Linked DNA regions of Rattus norvegicus: region 2 is linked to region 1. The links are chromatin contacts, called in public Hi-C maps. All regions are on one chromosome and are shown on one strand. Each heading gives the region's core, a stretch centred on a gene start, on an enhancer-like site or on the middle of the called end of the contact. The rest is flanking DNA. Distances are from core to core; before and after follow the strand shown. Region 1 holds the start of Nufip2 (nuclear FMR1 interacting protein 2). Region 2 overlaps Myo18a (myosin XVIIIa).

Region 1 (5,969 bases), core at 1,979-4,478:
TATTTAAACTAAAGGTGGGCAATGTTACATGCAATGATAAAAACTGAAGTCCAAAAAAGTTGAACCACAACACAAAATTTTAAGTAAACTGCAACAATTCTACCTAAGTTTGCTTACTAGTAACTTAAATACCAGAAATAAATCATGGGGGAAAAAAGCTCAGGTAGCAAATGGTGGCCCACATTAATTCCAGCTTCCTAGGAGAATGAGGCACCAGAATTACAAATTAAAATGTAGCTCAGTGGTATATAGCTCCTACCTGCTATACACCAAGGGTCCTAGGTTCAATTCTAAGTTTACAAAATGCAACCTACTAGGCAGCTTTTAAAAGTGTTAATGACAAAAATAAATAAATCTCACTTCTGAATAAATACATAGTTGTCTCCCTGTGGCCTTGGTATGCAGAAAGTCTAAAAAGCATCTTTTAAAGCTTAGATATTTAAGAAAAATGTGAAGATAGTAGTTATAACAGAAAGCAAAGAATTCCTGTGTCTTTACTATTTGGGGCTGCCATGATAACTCCACTTCAAATGGACTCAGTAAAACTTGAGTCCCAATAAATCTAGCTTTTGGATTTGACATTGCAATTACTCAACATGTTTGGCCTCCTATGCCCTTACTTCTGAATACAGAAAACCAGTTTCACTTAAGTTTGGGAGTAATGGTTCATAAAAACCCATTACGTTATGTACCTAACATTTTCTAGATTTCTTAGCACTGTATAAAATGACCAAACTACACATGGAAAAGCCACTCAGCCCAACTGATAATATTCTTCATCCCAATTTAAGACATTTTGAGGACAGCCACCTTCAATGAATGGTTCAAGGTCTGCATCTCTATGGAGTAAGGAATCCGATGGGGAATACACAAACCTTGTAAAAGATAAATTCTAAATCTTTGAACAGTTCCATTTGGCAACCTTGACACTTTCTCACCTTCTGAAAAACCAAAACCAATGCAGTTACATAATTCCTAAGTCTCTAAGCTGCTGTAAATCCTTACAATTAAACATTTCTGCTCCATCATCAGTCCCTACCACCTTATAAAAGAAAATCTGATATCCATCCAGGTGTCTTCAAATAACTTACGGTCTACACTAAGTTTTTCACCAGTAACTACTTGTATTATATGATAGGCTAAGTTTAACATTTTTCTAAGCATTCCCTTTTCAGTTTAAAAAAAAAAAGCACTTTAATGTGCTTATATATAAACTTTGATGCTTATTTTTTAAATATTTCAAGACTCCACGTTTAATATGTTAAATAACATTCAGTTTGGGGATAGAAGTCGGTTTTAAAATGCACCAAAAACACCTCTCACTTTAACCAAAAAGGTCTTGTCCAAGGTAAGGGATTAGTGACAACCGCATGGACAAGTCACTTCCTTTCCAGTTCATCGTTAAAGAAACAGGGAACCCAAAACTGCCCGTGTTGTCCATCCAATCGAACATCTGATTAATCCCTCCTACAGTCACTAACCCAGCTCACAAGTTTAGTAGGTGTTGAGTGGAAAAACCAATGGAGTAAGGTTTGAGAGGTTGCCGGGCCCCCCACCCTCCTTGGGTAGGAAATGCGCTGCTATAAAGAAAAAGGCCTAAGTGAAAAAGCCTCTGAGGCGGAGTCGTGAGCGAACCTGGCAGGAGATGAGATTCCTGTGGCAGAGAAACTCGTGACCCGGGAGCTTGGTTCCCGCTGTGTACCCCACCAGGCCTCAGGCACCGCCTCTACCCAAAATGAATCCCCTCGCCCCTCGCAGGCCGGCGGAACGCTGGGGCCGCCGCCCGGGCCTCCTTCCCCCTCTAGCTCCTCTTCGAGGCCCGCTCCCTCCCGGCCGCCCGCGCCTCCCGCCGCACCCGGGAGCGGGAAACGCGGCCGTCGGCGCGCGAGTCCACGGTGCAGGCCGCTCCCCTCGTGGCCGCTTCCCTCCCCCACCCCAACCGCCCCCGCCCCTCACCCCAGGGACCCGCCCGGGGCCGCGCGGCCGCCACCGGGTTACACAACCCGGCGCGGGGCGGGGGGAGGGGCGGCGGGCGGCGGCCGCCCGCAGTGCGGGGGACCTGAAGAGGGCTGCACAGGGTCCCGGGGCAGCGGTGCCAGCGTCCCGTGTGGCCTTCCGCACCCTTCCCCCTCCGCTCCTCAGCCGGCCAGAGTCGGTGACAGGAATCGGCTTCCAACATGGCGGACAGGAAGCGGCCCCGCGAGGAGAAGAGAACATTCCAGCCTCGCCGGCTCCGAGGCGAGCGGGCCAGGGGCGCCGGCCTCTGGAGGTGCCTCGCGGATAGACAGCGGGGTCCGGAGCCCAAGATGGGCATTTAGGGATAGAAAAGACCCGAGGGACGATGGGGTCCCAGCCTACCCCCCCCAGGACAGCAAACCCCAAGGCCACAGGTGGGCTTGGGGTGGCGGGTGAGGGAGGACGCTTCCTCAACTCAGCCCTCAGCCCCGCTCCTCGCCGCCTGCAAGCGGGTCTCGCGACACCACCCGAACCGGAATTCACTAGGCCTGGATTACAGACACCTCAAGGGATTTTTTTTTTTTTTTAGGACAGATGAGTTTCACCCCTTCTTAGGGCCCCCACATTCAGGCAACTCCAGGGCCGCACTAGAGGGAAAAATAAGGCTGGACTTCCAAGGCCGACCGTACAGGTCTGCCTCCGGCCGGGGCGGGGGCCGAGGAAGGTCACGCTGGCCTGACTGGGCCTCTCCCATGCTAAAGGGAAGGAGAGGGCGCTGCAATCCCCACCTCGCGGCCCGCGCCCGGGAAGAATAGAAGGGGGCATCCCCGGCCCGGCGGGACGCACACCCCGACCGGGTCCGCGCTTTTCACATCTAGCCCCACCCCCATCCCTTCCCCCCAACCCAGTCCCCTTCCCCCACCGCCCTCCCTCTCAGACCTGTTTTCTTCTTCGGCGTTTCCTGGTGCTGCTGGAGGGTGTGTTTCTGCTCATGTTTCAGCGGCTTGGGCTGGGCCTTGGGGCTGCCCTCGGCTCCATGCTGCAGGTATTGGTGAGGCTGCTGGTGATGGTGGTGGTGGTGGTGGTTGTGGCTGTGGTTGTAGAAATAATAATGGTGGTGGTGGTGCGACTGCTGTTGCTGCTGCTGGGGGTGATGGTGCGGATGGTGGTGGCTGTGATGGTGCTGAGGCTGTGGCTGGCCGGGCTTCTCCTCCATTGAAAGCGGCTGGGACTCCCTGGCTGAGGCTGCGGGCTGCTGCACCGTCAGGATCTGAGACTGCTTCTCCGCGCTCGCTCAGTATATCTGAGCGCGTCTCGCCAGCGCACTGGTTAAGCGAGCGGATCTGCGAGATTGGCAGCCGCGCTCCAGCAATCAGGAGCCACGCTGCGCGTCAAGCCCCGCCCCTAGCCCAAATCCTCTTCCCTTCCCCTTCGCCACCGCCGCCTGGCCAACGCCACTTACCCTATGCAACCTCACAGGGCCGGGCCTTCAACGTCAGCATTATGGCTCTCTCTTCTATCGCTTTCTCTCCTTCACCACGCAGTTAGCGAACAGCACTTTCTACACTCCTCACAGCGAGCAAGCTGATGTCGAGTGTAGCAGATTCCACTGAGGATTCTACTGGCGCTAGGAGCCATCTGTTGGTTTTGCACCTCCTAGAATATGTTGGGGTGTGTGTGTGTGTGTGTGTGTGTGTGTGTGTGTGTGTGTGTGTGTTTAATTCTTTTCCGGGTAGTCGAGGGGGAGGGAGGCGGGGGGGGGTCTCAATTTCCTTAACCCTTAAACCACGAAAGGGGCAATACAAAAAAAGAGGAAATAAATACATTTTTAAGAATACAAGAGCCTCACAACTCGATAGATCGTTTTGTATTCTGGATTCATTTTGCTTTGTATTCATATGCTAATCTCTTCCTTTCCACGGAGGGATTATAGGGTTCCACAATAGGGTATCTGTGTAATTTTCTAAAAGGGCACAAAGGGCTTAAATCATTGTTTCTTTGTAGTTGAAGGCAAGAGAGAGAGAGGAATGAAAAATCTACACTGAAGTTTTTTGTTGTTTTGTTTTTTTAATTAAACACTGCAGGTGAGGTCAACTATGAAACCAAAATAGGTTTTAGGATAAGACTTTCAAAAGTGAAGGAAAGGAGAAAGAAAATCTTTAAAAGTTCTTTAAGTTTTGGGTTTTTTTACATTTTTTGCTTTAAATTGAAAGAAAACATTGAAATTTAAAGGCATATTTGCATTTTATGCTGTTAATTCAACCTGTTATGATAGGAAGGAAGAAGGTTGTGATGAGGACAGACACGCGGCACCCTCTTAGTATATTAGGGGTGGGTGTTGACTGGGAGTTTTGTTTGTGTGTTTTGGATTGGATTGGTTTTGAAACAGCATCTATGTAACCCTGATTGACTTGGAACTACCTTTGTAGAAGTGTCTGGCCAACTAAGAGGTTCCCCCTGCTTCTGCCTCATGAGTGCTAGGATTAAAGTCCTACATACCAGCACACCCAGCCAATGTGCTATTACATGAATGCTTGCTTTATAATTCATTTAAATTATACATATAATGCATACACATCTACGTAATACAAGGGAAATTTTAAATGTAAAGTTTACCATCTTTTGTATTTATTTTGTTTTGTTGTCTTGGTTGGTTTGTTTGTTTGGTTGGTTTTGAGACAGGATCTTACTGTGTATTGCTGCCTGGCCTGTTACCATTCACTATGTAGCCCAGGCAGACTACAAATTGTTGCTGTGCCCCTTCCTCTCCCTCAAAAATACTGTCATTGCGGGCCGGCACCATCATACCCAGTTCCCACTTAACCATTTTGAGTACACAGTTGAGGGGTATTTCAACATTCCCATTCTTCTACAACCATCTCTAGCTCAAAAATACTGTCATTGTGGGCATGCACCATCACACTCAGTTCCCACTTAACCATTTTGAGTACACAGTTGAGGGGTATTACGACATTCCCATTCTTCTACAACCATCTCTAGTGAACCTCTAGGACCTATTACTCTTGAAACCCCACTGCCTTTTAACTGGTAAAGCCCTTGAGGGTGGAGGGTTAGGTCAACTGTTAAAGAGCATGTTCTGCTCTGGCCAAGGACCAGAGTTCAATTCTGAATACTCCCATACAGCTCATAATCATCCATAACTCTAGTTCCAGGGGATCCAATCCCTCTTCTGAAGTCCAAGGGCACCACACACAGGTAGTAAACATAATTAGGTGTATTTTGTATGTGTGGGTTTTTGTTTTTTGTTTTTGGCCGGCATGATGTGTGTATGTGCACCATGTGTATGCCTGGTGGCTGCTAAAGTCAGAAGAGCTAGTTAGGTCTCTTACATGTGGCATTAAGAATGGTTGTGATTCGGGCTGGAGAGATGGCTCAGCAGTTAAGAGCACCTGACTGCTCTTCCAGAGGTCATGAGTTCAATTCCCAGCAACCACATGGTGGCTCACAACCATCTGTAAGGAGATCCGATGCCCTCTTCTGGTGTATCTGAAGACAGCTACAGTGTACTTATATATATAATAAATAAAATAAATCTTTAAAAAAAAAAAAAAAAAAAGAATGGTTGTGATTCAGTATGTGGGGCTGGGAACTAAACTTGGGTCTTCTGCAAGAGCGACAAGTAGTCTTAGCCACTGAATCATCTTTCCAGCCCTGTTTCAATTATGCATTTCTGTTTGCTTGGCGTTTATTGTTGTTTTGATTCTTCTTTTTTTTTTTTTGGAGTCACAATCTCTTATACCCTAAGCTAACCTCCAACTCACTTTGTAGTCAAGGATGACCTTGAACTTTTGATCCTTCTACCTCCCACATTTTGGTATTTCAAGTGTGTGCTACCATAATACCTTAATATGTGTTCATATTACATGACATGAATAAAAAGGTCTTTCCTTTTTTTGACTGAATAATATCTCATGGTGACTAAGTATGTTTTGGGAAGGTATATACAACATTTTTAGTATGAATTTATTTGACAATAGGTATGTTATGTTAGT
Region 2 (5,969 bases), core at 2,216-4,715, 110 kb before region 1:
GGAAACACTAAAACTGAGATTCTCTTTAAACCCCTTAAAGAAAGCATGTTACTCAGCCCCAATTATCTCTAGTTCTTCCTGAAGATCAAAACATATATATGCATACACCACACATACACACACACATACACACACACACACACACACACACAGAGACACACACACACACGTGTCAAGCTAGACAAGTTGGCCTACAACTTTAGTTCCAGCCCCCAGGAGACAGAGAAGAGGCAGGTGGATCTCTGTAAGTTCCAGGCCAGTCTGGTTTACATAGTGAGTTCCAGAGATACACAGTGAGACCCTGTCTCTAAACAAATAAATGACTTGTTTTTGTTCAGTCTCTCAGGCTGAGATGGCTCAGTGGATAAAGGCACTTGCCACCAAATTTGATCCCAGAATCCACATGGTGGAAAGAAGCGAGTCCACAAATTCTCACTGTGTACTGTAGCATGTTCATGCTTACACACACATACTAATAATAATAAAAGTAAATGTGAAAGAATCTATAGGGCTGCAACATGGCCCAGCAGTTAGGAATGCTGACTGCTCTTCCAGAGGACCCAGGTTCAATTCCCATTACCCATAGGATAGCTCACAACTATCTATAACTCCAGTTCCAGGGGATCTGATGCCCTCACAGAAATACATGCAAATAAAACACTAGTGCAAATAAAATAAAAATAAATCATTACAAAAAGAACCTAGTAACACTATTTCCATAAATGAGTACCAATTACATGTTTGTATTACTAATTTACAGCATCTAGTAACATAAAACAAATGGAACTTGTTTAGGGACATTATAGGGAGCCCTGTTTCAAGCACTCAGTCCTAAGGACTGGGGAGAAACCACAGAACTTATGCTTCCTGAGTAGGAGGGCGACAGTGACCAATCGTGACAGGTGTACCCCATCCGAGGACTACTGAGGTTCCTCAACATCAGCTTTAAACAGTATTTACAGAAAATGCCAGAGCAGGGATGCCTCCATATTTTAATAGCATTAAATGAGCAAGGGATCCCAAAAGGGAAGCAGCTAAAGTCCTTAAAGAAGTCTAAAGATGACCTCAAGAGGATAGGGGCAGGTAAAGGGAAACCTGTACTGTCCGAAAGTCCACACACTAGGAGTCGTCAATGGCCAAATGAGCCTCAGACCTGACTACCGCTGAACTTCCTGTTCCGCTTATCCGCCAGCGCATGGGTGGAGCCAGGCTCAGCGCATGCGCTCGAGCTCCCGAGCCACTCCGCCCTGCAGTGCCACCAGATCCCGGCAGAGGACAGCCTTCCCCTTCTCATGGACCTACTGGCACAGCCAAGGCAGCAGGATTTCACCTCTGTTGGGCCCGCCCCCAGCAAGCGTCCGGGGGAGCTGAGGTTTCAGGGGGGCTGCAGTAGCAAGATGGCCTCTCACTTTACTTAGGACAGAGATGGCAAAGAAGGTACAAAAAAAAATGAGCTGCGCACCTACATTGTTTTCATTACTGACTTATCCTTAGTACCTGAAATAGTTCCAACACCTAGAAGATGTTTAGTTTTTACTGATGGATAAAGTGAATGAATGAATACCTGAGTTTATAGTTCAAAGATTCAAGCCACATCTTGAGTTTTGTAGTACAGTCAGTAGAGTCAGTGGGCATAGGGCGGGCAGTCACAGATCTCTGTCCTGAAGACTCCAAGGATCAGCCATTCTGGGTCCTTTCATTCCACCAGACTGCAGTTTTGCACATCCAAAGGTTTGCTGGGAACTCTGTACTAGCGCACCAGTTTTGCCTGTTCTACCAAGAACAGGTGTCTACCCCTAAAACTAAACAGTCAGATCCTGGATGCGTAGAAAGACCACCTGACTGGTGGCTCAGGGGTTACTGTTTCTCTTTAGGGATCCTCAGCCCCCGGGGATTTCCTCAGCTCTGGGGATTTCCAAACTGCCTCTGCCTTTCCGATTTTTCCACAAGACTCAAAGCCCAGGACCAGTCTTGACAGTTTCACCAGGCCCTGCCTCAAATCGCCAGGAGACTTGGGTCTGCGTCTACTAATTACAGCACATTCACTATATTCACATCCCATCCTGTCTGGCTGACATTCGAGAACGAGCACAATGAAGCATTGTGCTCTCTTCATATAAATGACTGCTTTTCTCTATTTCCACAGAAGAAGAAAGGAAAACCAGCTTAAGGGTCAGCCACACTGATTTAATAAAGCCCAAGGAAGGTCTTCCAGGGTGTGAGAGCGGGCATCCTGTAGAACTCATTCTCTCTCTTTTTTTTTTTTTTTGGTTTGTTTGTTTTTTTTATTTTTTTTCTTTTTGTTTTTTTTTTTTTTTTTTGTTTTGTTTTCGGAGCTGGGGCCCAAACCCAGGGCCTTGCGTTTGCTAGGCAAGCGCTCTACCACTGAGCCAAATCCCCAACCCCAGAACTCATTCTCAAAGTCAGAGAGGCTCCGTCAGGCACTCTCAGGTTCCCCTAAATGGGGGCAGGGGGTGGGAGGCACATGGATCCTGTATTTGAAGATCTGTGTGCTCACTTCTTGAGGCCCTTACTGGGCCTGTTTTTAGAACCCTTTGAAGTAAGAACAAAGCCAGGCCCAGTCTCCACAGAAGCAGGAGCAGGCCCCAGCTTTGCCTACCTGGTCTCCTCCCCCACATGCAGAGCCCGCCAAGCCCACTGGGCGTGTGAGCACCTGTGTGTTACCAAGCTGGGCAAGAGTCACGCCTGGCAAGGTGGGGAGGCACTGCCACAGTGTGGTGGCACATTGCCAGAGATCTGTTGTCCCTAGGGCATCAGGATTCCAGAGTTGGTGAAGTGGAGAAATTGCCAGAGAACAAACCTTCCTTCCTGACAGGAAGGGGAAATGCCACCAGGCTCAGCCTGGGGGGGGGGGGTTGGGGGGGTAGCACTCTGCAGAAGGAGATAAGACTGTAAGAACTGTTTCCCTGCCCCCACCCCATACTTCTAGGAGCCATCTGGAGCTGTAGTGTTCAACACAGTAGCCACTGGCTGTGAAAGCAATTTACATTTAAGTTACATTAAAAATACCAGGAATATTTTGCATTAAATTAAAGACAAGTAAAATGTAAAGTTCTGCTTCTCTGTTGCGCTAGTCTTGTTCCAAGTGTTCAGTGGCCTCATGACCACAGGACATTTCTATTTTGCAGTGTGTTCTGTTGGACAGTTCTGGCCCAGGGGTTCCCCCTCCAGGGTGCTTAAGGTCATTCTTGTCCAAGCTTCTCCCACCCCTGCCCACAGCCTGCTTACACCCTTGTCCTGTGTGTGGAGTCTTGTTCCCTGGGCCTCAAGAAGAAACGGGGAGAGGGAGCAGTCACAATTAGCATCCAGCCAATGAGCAGGAGCCAGACGCCACAGGGCTGGAAGGAGATGGAAGGAAAGCCAGCCTCCACCCCAAGGCGCCCTAGCTTGGGAGAAAGCCCCTCAGTCCAGCACAATCCGTCCTTGTTTCCACAGTCTCTGGGCCAGGCACTGGGTAAGATGTCTGGAATGTAGCAGCCTGAAGAGTTCCCACCAGAGCACAGGCTGCGGGACTCAGTCATAGGTGGTGTCCCAGAAAGGGTCCTAAGCAAAACCTTCAAGGTTCATTTCAAGGGCAAATAAAGTCAATGAAGTCACCTTGTCCCAGGCCAGGACTTCGGCCACAGGGCAGTGAAGGCCAAATTGGACATCTCCCTCTAGACAGCCTCATGAGGACAACGGACTCTGGGTACCTGCTGGAGTGACTCAGACAAGCTCTACTAAGCCTGGGTAGGTAGAAGGGCGAGACAGCACAGCGGATCTGACTGCTAGCACATTCTACCACAGGGCCTGAATCTCAGGGCTTTGCTATATTAGCTAGAAAATCTACACAAGAGGGTCTGAGCAAACTCCTATGCGTGACAGGGATGACGCCAGGAAACAGCAGGTAACAGCTGCCTTTAAATTCTGCGCCTCTCTTCTTGCTTAGCCCTACTGGAGATGGGCTGCTGGGAGCAAGACAGGCATGGACACAGCCAACAACAGAGAGCAGAGTAAGCTTGCCAACTGGGAACCAATCAGAAGATCTGGAACTCAGAGGCATTGGCACCAGACAGACAAAGAAAACTCAGCAAGATTTGAAAAGCTGGCAGGAAACTGTAAAGAGCAGGTTGGAACTCAGGGAGAGTCGTCCATGAGAGTAGCCCTCAGGCTGCTTCTCCAGCTCCACTGGAAGGACACTTTGGGCAAAGGCACAGCCTGAGGACATGAGTGAAGGACACACAGCTGCATCACTAACAGGAAAAGAGCCTGCAGCACTTCTGCAGGCAGATGGTCTCCACTCAGACACCAAGCACTTCCTGGGGTTCTGAAGTGGATTGGTGACAGTGAGGCTCACTCTGGAGCCCTGACAGTCATCCTCTCAGTCCCGGTTCCCACCTGCTATAGTTTCAGTTAACTGCAGTCCAAAACAACCTAATGGCAAATTCTAGAAACAAATAATTCCTCAGGTTTCTCATTTGCTTGTTGGGTTTTTTGGGGTTTTGTTTTTTGGGTTTTTTGTTTTTGTTTTTTAGACAGGGACTCATGCAGCCCAGGCTGGCATCAAATTTGTTATGTAGTCTGGGGCAATCTTGAATTCCTGCTCCTCCTCTGCTTAGTAAATGCTGGGGTTCCTGGTGTCAGTCACTACACATGGACATTTAAGTTTTATTACAATGTTCTGTTAGGATTGTTTTATCTTACTGTTACTGTTAACCTCTTACTGTGCCTAATTTATAAATTAAAATTTACCATAAATATCCATGGACAGGACATAGTATATGTAAGGGTTTGGGCATCCACTTCAGGCCTGTTACCCTCTGAGGTTAGGGGAACTACTTTACTAGTTCATGAGGTGCTATTCAAAGAGATTATAAATGTACTATGTCCATCAACCCACACAACACTTTTTTTTTTTTTTTAAGATTTACTTATTTACTATATGTGAATACACTGTCTCTCTTCAGATCTACCAGAAGAGGGCATCAGATCCCATTACAGATGGTTGTGAGCCACCATGTGGTTCCTGGGAATTGAACTCAGGACCTCTGGAAGAGCAGTCAGAGCTCTTAACCACTCAGCCATCTCTCCAGCCCATCAATCAATGCTCTTAACTCTCTAGCCCCAGAACAAGTGTTCTTAACCACGGAGTCATCTCACCTCTCCAGCCCGTCTTTTGTTTTTGTTTTTAGTTGCTTTTGTGTTTGTTTGTTTATTGAGGTAAGGTCTTATGTAGTCCAGACTGGCTTCAAAGTTGCTATGTAGCTAATGCTAAACTTGAACTCCTGATTCGTTTGCCTCCAACTCCCAAGTGATAAGATAGATTACTGATATATACCACACCCAGCAGAGAAGAAACACCAACAGTTGAGCTAAGTAAAATGGAAACACTCAGCCTTGCCTCCTCTGAGACCCACCCCTCTGCTGTGAAGCCAAGATTCCTATGGATAAAGAACTAAGGGCTGGAGACTAATAGCAAAAGTGCTCAACAGGGGGTACACGGGCAGTGCCTAGGCCATTCTCACACCAAGGGTCCTGCCACAGAGTCCAGTGGAGCATGGGCTAGCAACTGCGTCTAAGCTGACACAGAGGGGTCTAATGTGCCTGTGCAGTGTGTTTTGCTCCCACCAGCTAGGGAATGGGCATTTCAGGTAGGGGTCAGGCTGGCACCCCTCACTTTCTCCAGTTCCCACAACCTACACAAGAAACTCCTGTCATTCAGAAGCCCTGAGGTCAGACTCTGAGGCCACAGTACATGGGGCACTGCCAGGCACAGCTCAATGCTGTGGGGAACAGGGCTGTTTGCTGTCACTAGGTTCCAGGAAGGCAGACCACAGCAGTGCGCACCCCCTCCCCCTTCCCCTCAACACACCCTGCCTCAAAGGCCATGGCCCAGTTGCTCTCTTGGTATCTATCCCTCTGCATGCACGTGTATGTGCGGTATCTGCATGTTTGTGTGTGTATGTGTA

What was found. Hi-C and Micro-C count contacts between places; a contact is called where the count stands out from the background.
Region 2: a contact with region 1 is called in a Hi-C map of kidney, with 4 times the contacts expected there. The contact joins the enhancer-like site here to the promoter of Nufip2 in region 1. A contact is called at or near these places in 5 of 12 Hi-C or Micro-C datasets (the A7r5 cell line, kidney, liver and 1 more).

The regions. Positions count from the first base shown.
Region 1 is chr10:63,070,656-63,076,624 of GRCr8, reverse strand. It overlaps Nufip2 (nuclear FMR1 interacting protein 2), which reads right to left and starts at 3,228. Exons shown (of 4, transcript NM_001427799.1): 1 at 2,896-3,228. The coding sequence starts at 3,172.
Region 2 is chr10:63,176,502-63,182,470 of GRCr8, reverse strand. The region is part of intron 2 of Myo18a (myosin XVIIIa); the gene reads right to left. Among named protein-coding and RNA genes, the nearest start is that of Myo18a, 27 kb to the right of the region's middle. Within about 2 kb of position 3,465, at least 45 of the 93 cell types and tissues checked have an H3K27ac peak or open chromatin away from gene starts, as enhancers often do. A contact at or near this core is called in the A7r5 cell line, kidney and liver, where this site is marked.